Regions from separate parts of the Mus musculus genome. Here region 1 is linked to region 2. Evidence: chromatin contacts called from public ChIA-PET data. All regions are on one chromosome and are shown on one strand. Each heading gives the region's core, a stretch centred on a gene start, on an enhancer-like site or on the middle of the called end of the contact. The rest is flanking DNA. Distances are from core to core; before and after follow the strand shown.

Evidence for each region. ChIA-PET counts read pairs in DNA pulled down with a chosen protein or histone mark.
Region 1: a contact with region 2 is called in an RNA polymerase II ChIA-PET map of memory CD8 T cells, with 6 read pairs. The contact joins the promoter of Cd200 here to the promoter of Plcxd2 in region 2. A contact is called at or near these places in 1 of 39 promoter capture datasets (pre-B cells), 1 of 484 Hi-C or Micro-C datasets (pre-B cells) and 1 of 115 datasets of contacts at active chromatin or transcription factors (memory CD8 T cells).

What each region holds. Positions count from the first base shown.
Region 1 is chr16:45,405,283-45,412,037 of GRCm38.p6, reverse strand. It overlaps Cd200 (CD200 antigen), which reads left to right and starts at 2,985. Exons shown (of 6, transcript NM_010818.3): 1 at 2,985-3,182. The coding sequence starts at 3,171. It also overlaps the pseudogene Gm5406 and a transcript of Gm609 not described here.
Region 2 is chr16:46,007,108-46,013,935 of GRCm38.p6, reverse strand. It overlaps Plcxd2 (phosphatidylinositol-specific phospholipase C, X domain containing 2), which reads left to right and starts at 3,523. Exons shown (of 4, transcript NM_001134480.1): 1 at 3,523-4,242. The coding sequence starts at 4,080.

The sequences.
Region 1 (6,755 bases), core at 1,736-4,235, 600 kb after region 2:
CGATCATATAGAGCTGTGCACCATCATTCGCACTGTAAGACCCCAACAAGAAACTGCAGCCAAAAGGTCTAACAGCGCTGTAGAGTGTATAGGCGTGTACATACATGGCCACTCTGTGTGCAAGACGTTTTAGAGGAATGTTATAGCCAAAGTTGGACCTAAAGTTGGATGCTTCTTCTCTTGCTATGTCTGCTAGTGAACGAGCATCTGCCAGCCATCCTGCAACTGCCATTGCAACATGTCGATCAACATTAAAAAGACGTTTACTGGAGCCTTCTTCATAAAGTTTAGAAAGGACTACTTTTTCTACTCCAAACACAACATCGTCTTTACATCTGATCCCAATAGCTGTACTACTGTTTTCCATAGCCTTCATGGCATATTCAATTTGGAAAACTCTTCCATCAGGAGAGAACATAGAGGCTGACAAGTCATACCCAGTGCCAATGGAGCTCATGGTGCTGACCCGGCAGGCCACGGAACGCTTCCAGGCCTCAAGCGCCGCTCCTACCCATATGCTCATTTTTAATGTCATCTTTAAACATTGTCAAACATACAGCTTAGCATAATTTTCTCTACCTCTCATAATCTTACTTTCTTTTTTCCACAACATTTATTTATTTATTATTAGATATTTTCTTTATTTATATTTCAAATATTATCCCCTTTCCTGCTTTCCCCTTTGAAAACCTCCTATCCCATCCCCACCCCATAATCTTACTTTCTAATCAAGATTCCTTTCCATATAGGTCTGTGTGAATTATTTAATAGTTGATATATGCAAATTTTACACAATAATAGATTTAGTAGTTATTTGTGCTTTCATACATCTTGTAGCCTACATGTGGATTAATTTTTCCATTTATTAGAATATTTATTTTAAAAATTTTTGTTAGTCTGGATATAATACATAACCTAAGGATCCCGTGGTTCCCATGCCATTTTTCATTCTCTTATTGTATAACTCAGCTCTTGAAATCTACTGCTCAAACTTAAGAAGATTTAAGGCAAAACAATGCCTAGTAAAGTGTCATTTACATACCAATAAAATAACAAGAATAGAGAAAGCTTCAAGGAGAAAGATATTCAAAGGTACCCCAATAGAATGACTTGCACACACAAACACACGTCCTCATGCATACTTATGAAATGCCATCTATAAGAAAAGAGTATTGTTGGCACCAACATAAAAAATAACCTCCCATGGTTGCTCACATCTGTATTCCCAGTACTCGAGAGGCTAAGGTAGAGTATGTGTGCTATCTGGGCAGCAGAGAGTACTGAGAAGGAATAGGATGCAGTCAGAGGGAAGGGACTTGAGGAAGACCTTTGGTTTAGACTCTCTCCACATGTCTGTCTGTGGGTCTCTGAACCAGATTTTATCTGTTGCTGCCTCTCTGATGACAGCTGGTCAAGGCCCCAATCTATTAGTATAGCAGAATGTCATTAAGAATCATTCTTTTCTTCCTTCCATTTTTTCTTCTTCTTCTTCTCTCTCCCCCTTTCTCTCTCTCTCTTTCTTTCTTTCTTTCTTTCTTTTTCTTTCTTTCTTTCTCTCTCTCCCTCTTTCTCTCTCTCCCTCTCTCTCTTTCTTTCTTTCTTTCTTTCTCTTTTTCTTTCTGTCTTTCTCTCTCTTTCCTTCTTTCTTTCCCCAGCTGTGTTTGGTTCTACCCTAGGACTCTGGGCTTTCCATTATCTGGTTCTTGACCATCCAGGCAATATAGGTACAAGCTCTCTCTTATAGGGTGGGCCTCAAGTTAAACTAAACATTGGTTGGTCACTCCCTCACATTTTCTACTAAAATCTCATAGGCAGGACATATTGTGGGTAGAGGATTTAGAGGCAGGTTTAGTGTCCAGGTTTGTCTTTTCATGGTCTGTAGAATACCTTCTCACACCAGAGAGACTAGAGTCTAGAGTCCAAACCTCAGCTCTAGCCTCTCTATGTTCAGTGAGCTGAATGAAAGTTGACCTCAGCAATGGGTCCCACTGTCAGGTTTTAGAGGGTGACCTTCAGTTGTAGGTCCCAAGTCTCTCTCTCCTCTCTCTCTCTTTCTCGATCTCTCTCTCTCTCTCTCTCTCTCTCTCTCTCTCTCTCTCTCTCTCTCTCTCTCTCTCTCTCTGCTTTATACTTGTGATTGAAGATGTGATCTCTCTGGCAGCCTGGTACCATGCCTCCTGGTCACTTAGAGACTCTCCTCCTGTAGCTATAAGCCCAACAAATCTTTTTCCACAGGTTTCTACTCTAGTACAGAAACAGAAATGTCACCAATATAGTCAATCGTTTCTGTAAAGCTTTCATCAAGGAAAAACCTCAGTTCCAGGGCTTCCTGTGACTCATTTGATCTGTCCCTTGGTTCTCATCTGTTTTAAGGAATACTGCAGGACAATCTGATTAGCAGAAAGAAAGTGCTTTTGGGTTTTCAGGAAGTGTGTTCACAGGTAACTCTGAGCCCTTAGGACCTCTAAAGCTCTAGATGAGGTACCTGGTAACCACACACACACACACACACACACACACACACACACACACACTCGCACTGGCCTTTAATATAACAAATCGTAAAATAAAGTTTTCCTTTTTTTTTTCCCCCAGGGTGTCTGTATGAAGCTCCTTACCTTCCCCCTACACACACACACACACACACACACACACACACACACACTATTGTTCTGTTCTCCGTGTTTATCTTTTGCTGTACAGAACCACAGGATGCACCAGGTTTCTGACTCAAATTACTGTCCACTCAAGTTAGTTCCCACTCTGATTTTTCTGTATGGACTACGTCACCCTATACTGCCATTTGGCACGGGAGAGAGGCCAGTGATGGGAATGCAGACGAAACATGCATACACATGTAAAATAAGATAAATAAATCTAAAATGAAAAAAATATAGAGTGATTCTTTCACATTTTTGCTATATTACTCTAAAAGGCGAGAACCTGGCGGGGGCGGGGGCAGGGGCTAGGGATGAGGTTGTAGAGGGCGTGGTTGGTTGGTCGTCTCTTCCTCCACACTAGAGGAGCTGTAGAGTCTGCCTGTGCAGTGGAGGGGGCTCTCTCTACGGCGAATAGTAGTGTCCCTGCTCACAGGTGTTGCGGAGATATCCTCCATCGTGGAAGAGCTCAGACCCCGAGAAGCTGGTGTCTAGCTGCGGCCCAGAGCAAGGATGGGCAGTCTGGTGAGTGGAATCTGAGATGCGAAGGAGGGCGGAATGGGCGATCTGGAGCCGCGGCTCTCAGAAGCCAGTGGAGCCTGCGAGAAAAGCAAGGAAGCTGTTCTTTGGAGAAGTGGTATCCGGGGCTCGGAGCTCTGTAAGGAGGCACCGGCCGGAGAAAGCCCGGGGAACGCGTGTATCTAGGGTGGGCGGCTTTGCTCCTTGCTGCGATTCCATTGCGAAAACACGGCCTGAGCTCCATGGCTCCCAGAAGGGGAGGAGTAGCTCTTTGCGTCCCCTATGTTGGTCCTTAACCTGCAGCAGGGGTGTAGCCTAGTAATCTCGCTTGCTCTCTTTCTCACCCCCTCTCTTGCTGCATTTCTGCTCCTTGCCTAGGAAACCATGAAGCATCTAGCAGTACTGCAGCGAGCAAGCCACAGCTTAGTGGTCTTGTTAAATGCCAAGGTATTTAGAGGAGAGGCCGACATTTTGAGTCTTTGGTACTGTTTACAAGGCAGAAAATTTTAAAAGGAAGGGTGGTCATACGCCTTATTCTTTATACACACGGAATTGGTAGAATTGAATGCGAATCTAAACGCAATTAAACCCCAGGTACCACTTTTCATCAGGCTGACAAAGACCGACTTGTGTTACCTTTCTTAACAAAGAGGAATGTGGATCTGTCAGCTAGATGCTCTTAATGTTCAAACAAGGAATTGCTTTCTGTTTTACAAAGAATCGGAGAGAGAGGTTCTTTTTTTTCTCTCCAAGTCTCTGTGGCTGCAATGAAATAAGGTACAAAATCAGACCTAGAAAGAATAGGGGAATGGGGCTATGCACCTAGCAGCTGTGGAGTTGTCAGCTAAGACCCAGGAGCTAATGAACATCCACCTTCTTGATAAGAATTGTAGGAGGATTTTTTTTTTTGAATCTTCATGATTGGACTCTCTAGTTAATTCTTGATTGGTTAATCTTTTAGCATCCGTTAAATTCTGGGCACTGTCTTCAGGGTTTTAACCGTGGAATTGTCACCTCACACCTGTGATATTGCTGCAGCACTGACTTGCTGGGTTTGCAGTAGGCAAGCTCCTAGGATCTTTACCATTCAAAAATGCTATTTAATAAAGATTTTTGTATATTTGCATATGCACAATAAGATCTCTTGGGAGTGGGACTCCAGACTAAACAGGAAATTCATTCATTTTTCATGTAGGTCTCTCTCTCTCTCTCTCTCTCTCTCTCTCTCTCTCTCTCTCTCTCACACACACACACACACACACACACACACACACACACACACACACCCTCAGATAATGCCATGATTATACAGTTCCTCTTGATGACTATAACTATCACATGATGGCAGGTGTGGAATTTTTCATTATAACATTGTCAGTACTCAGAAGTTTCAGATATTGAAGCATTATGATTTTTCAGTTTCCCACCTATGTTTCATTTAACCCTGAGATTAGTACTGATGTCTTCCCCCCGCCCCGCCCCGCCCCACCCCCAGGCTCCAGGGAGGTTAAATAATGTGTCTTACCTAATACATTTTGGATTCATTCTAGACTGGAGTGTTCCCTGGTTACCGCCCAGCAATTCCACGTCATCTTTCTGAGAAACAGAAAGCCTACCACTGCCTGGCATGAACTAAAGGAGAATATAATAAATATGATGTGAATTTTTCATAGTGAAGCCTATCCTTTGACTCCCTGATCCCCAGTCCCTGTGTTTTTGGTTTTCACCATCCCCAGGATGTGTGCATCTGCTTTTTCTTTTGTCCTATAACACTGTTATTTTTTTCACTACAAAAGCCAGATATCCCTGCATTTTCTTATTACAGCCTTTGCTAGGGCTTGGGCTTCATTGAGAGAGAAAGGCATAGTGGTTAAAAATAATGGTGTAGAATTAGCACGCCACAATCTGTTAGCTGGAGATAAAGTAAAATGTATTGATCCCTAGCTGTGGAACCAGAGGATACATTTGCCTAGAGTTTTTTCCAGCTATCCTACATGATAAGAACAAATGGAGAATAGGTTCAACAATAGGGAGAAAAAAAATAGATGAAGTCCCCAGGGCACAGCCCTTTTAGAAGGTGGTATTGGTATGCGTGAAAAGGGGGAAGGAGAGTGGGGGCTGTATCCTTTTAGGGAGCTCCTCACTCTTTACTTCCTAAAGAGTAGTGACTTAGTTGTGAACCTTAGATCAATGAAGTCAAGAGAAGTTTCAAAGTAGGCGTGGCATACTCATGGTACACCCACCCCACCTCCACCCCCAAAACGAATTGTCCGGGTGAATAATAATTTGTACCAAGGATCACTCGGACGATGGAATTTTTAATTTTCTGTAGCCTTAGGTTTGTAAGGAAGACTCAACTCTGCCATGTAGATGGGGTACCAGAGCATACACCTTTATGACTCTCCATGGAGTCCAGGCAGAAAGTCTGAAAGGCTGGGGTGTGAAAATAGAAAAGCACTTAGGTATGGGGTGGCATTGGAGATGTCCACAGGACGAAACATCACCTCTTTCAGGGTGATGGAAGATAACAAGGAACACCAGGATCAGGACTGTGTTGGAAGTTTTGGGTCTCTGACACTTTCAGAGAGTGCTGGCAAAGCCAAGTCTTCTCCCTGACTATAATGCCTATGCCTGCAAGGTACCATTGGCCAAGAGAGGCATACACACTGTTCTGCTGTTCATTCTCTGAGTCCAAACTGCAGACCTGGGCTAGCACAACTCTCCTTCTTATGTTACCTAAACCCAAAGGAAGACAAGTATTGACCTTTGCCAGTTAAGATTCTGCCTCTACTTAAAAAGCCACTTGTTTAGGAAAACTCAAGTTTCAATAATGAGATTAATCTCTGTGATACACCATGTGTCATGAACTGGTGTGTCACTTCTCCCAGTAGCATTTCTTCCATGAAGTTTTAGGTCATGGCATACATAAACCAACGCAACAATTCCATACAGTGGGAAGGAAAAGGATGTTAAAATTGGAGTGCTCTCACTGGGTAGAGGAATTCTTGTACCATATCAAAATTACTTCCAGATCTTCAAATGCTGTTTTCCAGTGCTGGGTGTGGTAGAACATACCAGCAATTCTAGCTCAGGAAACAGAGACAGAAGGATTAGGAGTTCAAGGCTATCCTTGGCTACATATCAAATTCCAGGACCATCCTGGACTACGTGCTATTCTGTTTCATCCCACCCCAACCAGACTCTTTATATTTTTAAAGACTCTACTCAATTCCTCTATCATCATACCCTAAACCCATAGGAAAACAGACATAATAAGACAAAGAGAAATTTTAGGGCAATGAGACTGGCTCACTTTAGAGGTGTTGTGGAAAATAATCTCCAGAGGCCACTGTATCTAAAAGGCATGGCAAAAGTAGAGATTTGTTCAGGCATGCCTTGAGAATGAAAGAGTCCCTCAGATGGTAAGCCATTGCTTGACCACCATCTTTATCCAAATCCTCAAATCAAGGTCATTTAAGTGACTATGGTACAATGGTTTAGAAATAAGCTCCAGTTTATCATGGTAGCAGAGGCTGATAGCATACACATTTAGAATAGGGTATCCACACTGGGTTTGTT
Region 2 (6,828 bases), core at 2,274-4,773:
TCTGAACAGAACTACCCCACTCTTGGTTAATACTGTCATTTCATTAACAAAAATCTACAGGAGAAAAGATGTTTCAAAGGATATCTCACAGATGAGTTTAAAGAACATATTTTGTTTGTTTTAGCTTACATGAAATGGTTTACCTCTAGGAATTAAATATCTACATATATATTCAAAGGAAGACCAGAAAGGTAGAATTTCCAAAACAAATCTTGAGACATTGATCCAATAAGGGACTTTTATCTTATGGGAAGATTTTTGTTGAGTCAAAAACAGCTATGTGACATTTTGATAATATCTTCTGGTATCATTAAAAAGAGGTATATGTTCTTTAAATACCAGAAGATACAAGATAAATAGTATATACTTCCTTTAATGATATGTCAAACAACACTCCATGGAAGCTTAGTAATTTTATGCAGTGAAGCTGTTTTTAGTGAATATTAAAAAATAGCCTAAAACCTGAGATGTGGATGTCAAAAGGCAGGAATGTGCACCAACAGCTACAGCTGGTGAAAGGTAGTGTGGTGATTTGAATATGCTTGGCCCAAGAAGTGACACTATTAGGAGTTTTGGCCTTGTTGGAGGACGTGTGTCACTGGGGTGTGTCTTGCCAGTCTTCTCATGTTTTCCTTCAGAATGAGATGTAGAACTCCCAGCTCCTCCAGGACCCTGACTGCCTGGATACTGCTCTGCTTCCCACTATTAGGATAATGGATTGAACCTCAGAAGCACTAAGCCAGCCCCAATTAAATGTTGTCCTTTATAAGAGTTACCTTGGTCTTGGTGTCTCTTTACAGCATTGAAAACCCTAACTGAGAGAGAACTTGGTACCAGAGACTGGGGAATTGCTGTGATAGCTCCTGACCATGTTTTTTTGGAGGAATGTGGATTTGGGGTTTTGGAAAACAGTAGAATGCTTTAAGTGGGACCTAATGGGCCACCCTCGTAGGGAAATAGAAGACATTGTTGCTGAGGATGGTTTGAACTGTGGCCACCAGGCTCAAAAAGTTCAAAGAAAAGAATGTTAGTGTGTGTTCTAGAGACTATTTGTGTGTGTGTGTGTGTGTGTGTGTGTGTGTGTGTGTCTGTGTGTGTGTGCATGATATTTTGGTGAATAATCTGGGTGCTTTGCTCTTGTCTGAAGAGTCTGCATGAAGCAAAGTGAAGAGATTTAAATTATTTGCATCAACAAGAGAAATCTCAAAACAGCCTGGTATAAACTCTGTTGTGTGGTTATTAAAATTCACTGTTATGAGGAACATTTTGATGAAAAGGAGCAAGCTGACAAAGGAAAAAAAAAGACATAATGTATGGTTCTAGCATTAACGGGGCACCAGGAAGTAAAATGAAGCTGAGCCCTGTGTTCAGGAAGATAAACATATTAAGTGGGTGGTGACTTTGGGGCAAGACCCCATCCAGCTAAGTTTGTTGTTTATCCATTTAGTGTTGAGGAAGGAATAGCTATAGCATGTTAGGCTTTTTATTACTTTGTTATTTTTTTCCTTTGGACTTTTAATCTGGAATGAAACCACAGTCTAGAAAGGGGAAACAAAGGCTTTTTACGGAGAACTTGACCAGCATCACTGAGGTGAAATCTTCTAGGAAGTGTTTTCTGAAAACACACAGCTCTGGTTTTTGGTCTTGCTTTGGTCCAGTATTCACTCATTGTAATGTTTTGGGATGGTAATATACATCCCGTGATGTTGAAAGCATGTGATCTGCCTTTTGACTTTGATTTTGTAGGAAATTACAGTTAAATGATTGGATGAATCACAGAAGAGTCTTTGAGCTTGGGACTTTTAACATTGTTGAGACTGCTGTAGATTATGGGGACTTTTGAAGTTGAACTCAATGTATTTTTCATTATACTCTGGCCAGCTGTAGCCCCCATAGACTCATGTGTTTTAACAAGCCTATGGGAGCCAGAAAGTAGAATGTGGTCTTTTGAATATGGTTGGCCCAGGGAATGACACTATTAGGAGGTGTGGCCTTGTTGGAGTAGGAGTGACCTTGATAGAGGAAGTGTGTCACTATGGGGGTGGGGTTTGCCAGTCTTCACCTGTGTTTTGCCTTTGGAACAACATGTAGAACCCTCAGCTCTTCCAGGGCCTGCCATGCTTCCTGCTATGAGGATAATGGACTGAACCTCAGAACCAGTAATCCAACCCCAGTTAAATGTCTTTTATGAGAGTTGCCTTGGACTTGGTGTCTTTTTACAGCAACGGAAACCCTAACTAAGACAGGTAGCCTGGGATACAGGGGTAAAATGGAGGTCATCTGGTGATTAAACGACAGCTGCCCTAGGGTTTTATACATAAACTCCAGGAGTTTTAAGAGTTCTGGCCACTGTTCTCTTTTCCCCTAAGGCCCTCCTGAGTCTCTAGGGTCCTTCTTGCTATAAAAGGCTACCTTAATTTAAAATTTTTTAAATAAAATTATCTGTTTGCCAAAATAGTATTTTTTTATTATTTATTTTATTTTATTTTTATTTTTTGCAAAGTATGCAGGTCAGATCTTGGAGGTGGCTCAGTGAGTAAAGGTGCTTACTGCCAAACTTGACGATCTGAGCCCCGGGGACGGTCTCAAGGAAGGAGAGAACTGGAGTAATCTGTCCTCTGAACTGCACACATGCATGTTCTCACAGAAAAACGCATACAAGAAATATATAAATCTAACTACAAATTTTAACTAACAATATCGGATTATAAAACTCTGTACTACATTTGAATACTATTTGAAGTGGGAACAGTTCAGGAAGCAGAGAAGTGGGTCTGTGTTCTACAGACCGAGTTAGGGAACCTCATTTCAAAATGAACTTTGCACAGACTGCCACCACGTGACCTGCCTCAGGCTGTTTCATCCATTCGAGGAAGTGTATCAGCAACTCTGAGTCTTGTGGTAATGCTGTGAGGAGCAGGTGAGACAAATAATTCAAAAGGTTTCAAACAACAGCAACAGGAACCCAAAGCACCATTATCTCCTCCTCTGTGAAACGGAAATAATGGCACTGGCCAGTTTCAGCGGACTGTGCAGGAGAACTGTCAGTTTGCATTGTTTCAAACACAAACCTGCTTTGATGCTGCCATCTAAATAGGAGCCGCAGCAGCACCTTTCTCTGGCCTCTCTAGCTCTCCTGTTTCTGCTGCTACGGTGGTTTGAAAAAAAAAAAAAAAAAAAGTAGCGCGTTTCTGGGTAATTTTCACCGCAGTGAGAGTAAGGCCGAGGGAGAGAGGAGAAACCTTTGAGGTCGCGTCAGAGATCTACAAGAAAAAGATCAATCTGAGGACAGCCGGCCACGGTGCACATCTCCCCTTCCGGAGCAGCAGGCCGCAGCCCGACCTGTCCACTCGCTACCCCGCTGGAGTGGAGAGGGGAGGAGCTAAGAAGCAGGGGAGGCGTGGGAGCGCGATGTAGGGGCGGGCCCTCAGAGCGTTGTCCAATCAGAGAGAATCCCGCCAACGACCAATCACAGCTCGCCTAGTCTGGCAAATCTGCCCGGCAGTGCGGGGCGGGGCCGCCAGAGTCCCGGGGCTGCCGGTTACTCTTCTGAGAGCCCTTCAGAAAAGCACAGGGCAGTGGGCAGAGAAGCCAGGGGGCGGGGGTGCAGGCAGGCCCAGCCTGTGTACCAGCCCGGGGAAACCCACGGAAGCACCCATGAACAAGAGATGGTGCAACCCGGGTGCGCACGTGTGTGCAGCCCGCTGGCACGTCTCTATGCCCTGTGGGCACCTGTCGTGTGAGTAGCTCCGGGTGTGGCTGTTCCTGGATGTTGTGGGTTTCAGGAAGGTTTGTATCTTCGGGCCTGCCTCCCCCGTCTCCAGAGGGGAACTAAGAAGTTTAACTGACCAGGGACTGAGGAGATTAAAGGAGTGGATCTCAGTGGCAAGGCGAAGAGGGTGGGGACTGCGGGAGCAGCAGGCAGGGGAGCACCTATTTGACCCATCTCCCAGCTAGAAAAGGATCTTGAAAAGACTGGCGTGACCCATGTGCTCTGAAATGTTTAGAGAGCCCCGAGCGGTGATGACCACAGAGTGAGTGGCACTAGACTGAGCCTGTCTAAATCGTGGACGACAGGGATGCTTGCATTTAGAAAGGCCAGAAGGAAACTCAGGATGGGTACCATCTGCTCTCCCAATCCCAGCGGGACAAAGACAGCCTCGGAGGTCTGCAATGCCGACTGGATGGCCTCGCTCCCCGCTCACCTCCACAACGTCCCCCTTTCCAATCTGGCAATCCCAGGTATTCGTCTATAACTACTTGTTCGCACTGTGTTTAATGCTGCCATTTTAGTGTTTGCTAGTGGGTTGGTTGTTTTCTGTTGTGTTGAAAAACAATTGTCAGTGATCTCTTTTTATTTCCAAATTAAAAAAAAAAAAAAAAAACTTAACAGGAAGGTAGCTGCTGTAAAGAGAGTCAGTCAAGCCGACTGCATCACTGGCAAAAGGGACAGTTGAGAGAATGGAATCACTGCGCTGTTGTTTTGTTGTTTTTATTTTGTTTACACCATACGGCCTCAGTCTAAGAATGTTAACCATCTTGATGCAGAGGCCTGGGTATGTGAAAGGCTCGCTGACTTGAATCATTTAAGGGAAAGGGGGAGAGATCAAGAATAATGGGTAGAAAGTCCTTAACAATCTTAGCTCTGGGTCAACATTGAAGCTGAAAAGAATATTTTTCTCATTTATCTGACCTTTCTTGAAAACAAAAATCAGATAAGTGTTAGAAAATAGGTTCAGATTCTAGGCTGGGCATCAAGGCACATAGTTTTGTTGTTGGAAATGCCAGAAATAGAGGATGCAGTCTGTCCTCACAGGCAGTCATTAGGTGTGATGAAGTGACGGTGTTTGAAGCTTTGTCTATATATACACAGGTGTCTGCCTAGCTGATGTAGAACTGGAGCCTTGAGAAGCACCTCTGTTCTTGCTGCATTCCTCTGCCAGAGGCTTCAAAGCTTGACAGTGCTCTCGGGCAATTGGTTGATCTTTCCACTGAAAGGCTTGCTAAAACATAGTTATCTTGGGCAGGATGTTTAGACCACACTGAGCTCAGGTTGGTGAGGTGGGTGAAATCCTACAATGCTGGTACTTAAGAAGCACTCAGGGAGCAAGCGGTGGACCAGTTCTTTCTCTTGCTTGGGGACATAGCAATTAAAGTTTAGACTCTCAGACAAGCCCACATGCATTCCCTGGACCTACTTGCTTTTCTCTTCTGCCTTAAAAGATGACCTCAAGACACCTCCATCTGCTTTCTATGCATGGGACAGAGAGGTTTGGGGTTTTTTGTTGTTGTTGTTGTTTTGGGTTTTGGGAGGTTTTTGTTTTGGTTTGTTTTTGTTTGCCTTGCTCACCTCTCTTGGAGCTCTTCCAGGTTCACTGTCCTCATGGGCCCTAACTGCTGTTAAACAAGAGAAAGATTGAAAGATTTTGTTACAGCTACAAGTCCCTTCTGTCTTACTGGCCCTTAACTACAGTTCCTGGGGAAATGCCAGATGGCCATGCTTCAGAACATGTCTCCTCCATGTTTAATTGATGCCTATGGAGTCACTGCCAAACGATGCATGGGACACTTCTAACATGAGTCATTTGCCTTCGGGCTCTCCGATGGAATTATTTTGCTGAGTGATATGGCAGGTAGTTCATGTTTGCAAACAGAATGGCATCTAAGGCAGGCCCTAAATGACCCTGTCATCCACGGCATGTCCGGGTAGGCTGTGCTCCCTCCTTCCTGGTACTTTGGACAGTTCAAACTGCAGCTCCACTGGGCTGTGAGTTCTGGCTGGACTCTACAAAGGATCTGGGTGTTTGTTTTTGATCTATAGTATATTTCAGGCACTAGGATTTCTAGATGAAACAAAATTCTTGAGACCCATTGCCATACCTGAAACTCAGTATGAGCTCTACGAAGCACTCAGACATTCGTTGACCTTGCTTTATAAAGCAAAATTCTCCTGATAAGCAGAAAGAGAAAATGGTAGTCCCATCTCCCCAATACATGCTGTATTTTTATCATGAAATGTCTTCTTTCCAGGAAAGAGAGAGACATATGTAGGTATGTCATGTCAGAACTGGAAATACACATTCAAGAACTATCCATTTACAACCTTCCATCCCCCATTTCTGGTTATGGTTACTGCAATCTGACTTCTAGCACTTCCCAGAGAAAGGCTTACAGTCAGGTTCAGTCTGGCCTTGATGAGAAATTAGAATGTATGGGATGAATTCAGGAAGTGGGGTCCATCCTGTTCCTTCCTCTGCAGTATTGTACACTTGCCTTTGACTCTCTCTCTCTCTCTCTCTCTCTCACACACACACACACACACACACACACTTTATTGTTCTAGCCTTTCTTCGAGACACATTTCTACTATCTAGCCTAGCCTGACTTCAACCTTGAGGGCATCCTGCTCATCCTTCCAAATGTAGCTATAGACCACCATGCCTGGTGGTAAATATTCATTACTGACCTCCACCCTGATGTACCCGCTGGCATACATTTCCTCAAGAACTTATATGTCCCATAAAATCAATAGATCTTAGTACCCTTGTTTTTGACATGGAAATTAGGGGTTTGGGATGTACTCTTGGTAGAGTACTTGGCTAGTACTCGGTCCTCACTCTGATCCCAGCAGCACATAAGGGAGGCATACAAGCAAAAAGACTGGGAGTTCAAGGTCACCCTCTGCTGCATAGTGAGCTTGAAATCTACTCTCCCACCCCCACCCAACAAAGAGAAATAAGGAAATTGTCACCCAGAAAATTTACATTGTTTTCTAAAGATTGCAAATATGCTGAGTGTCTGAGCTAGTGTTCAAACCTTTATGTAATG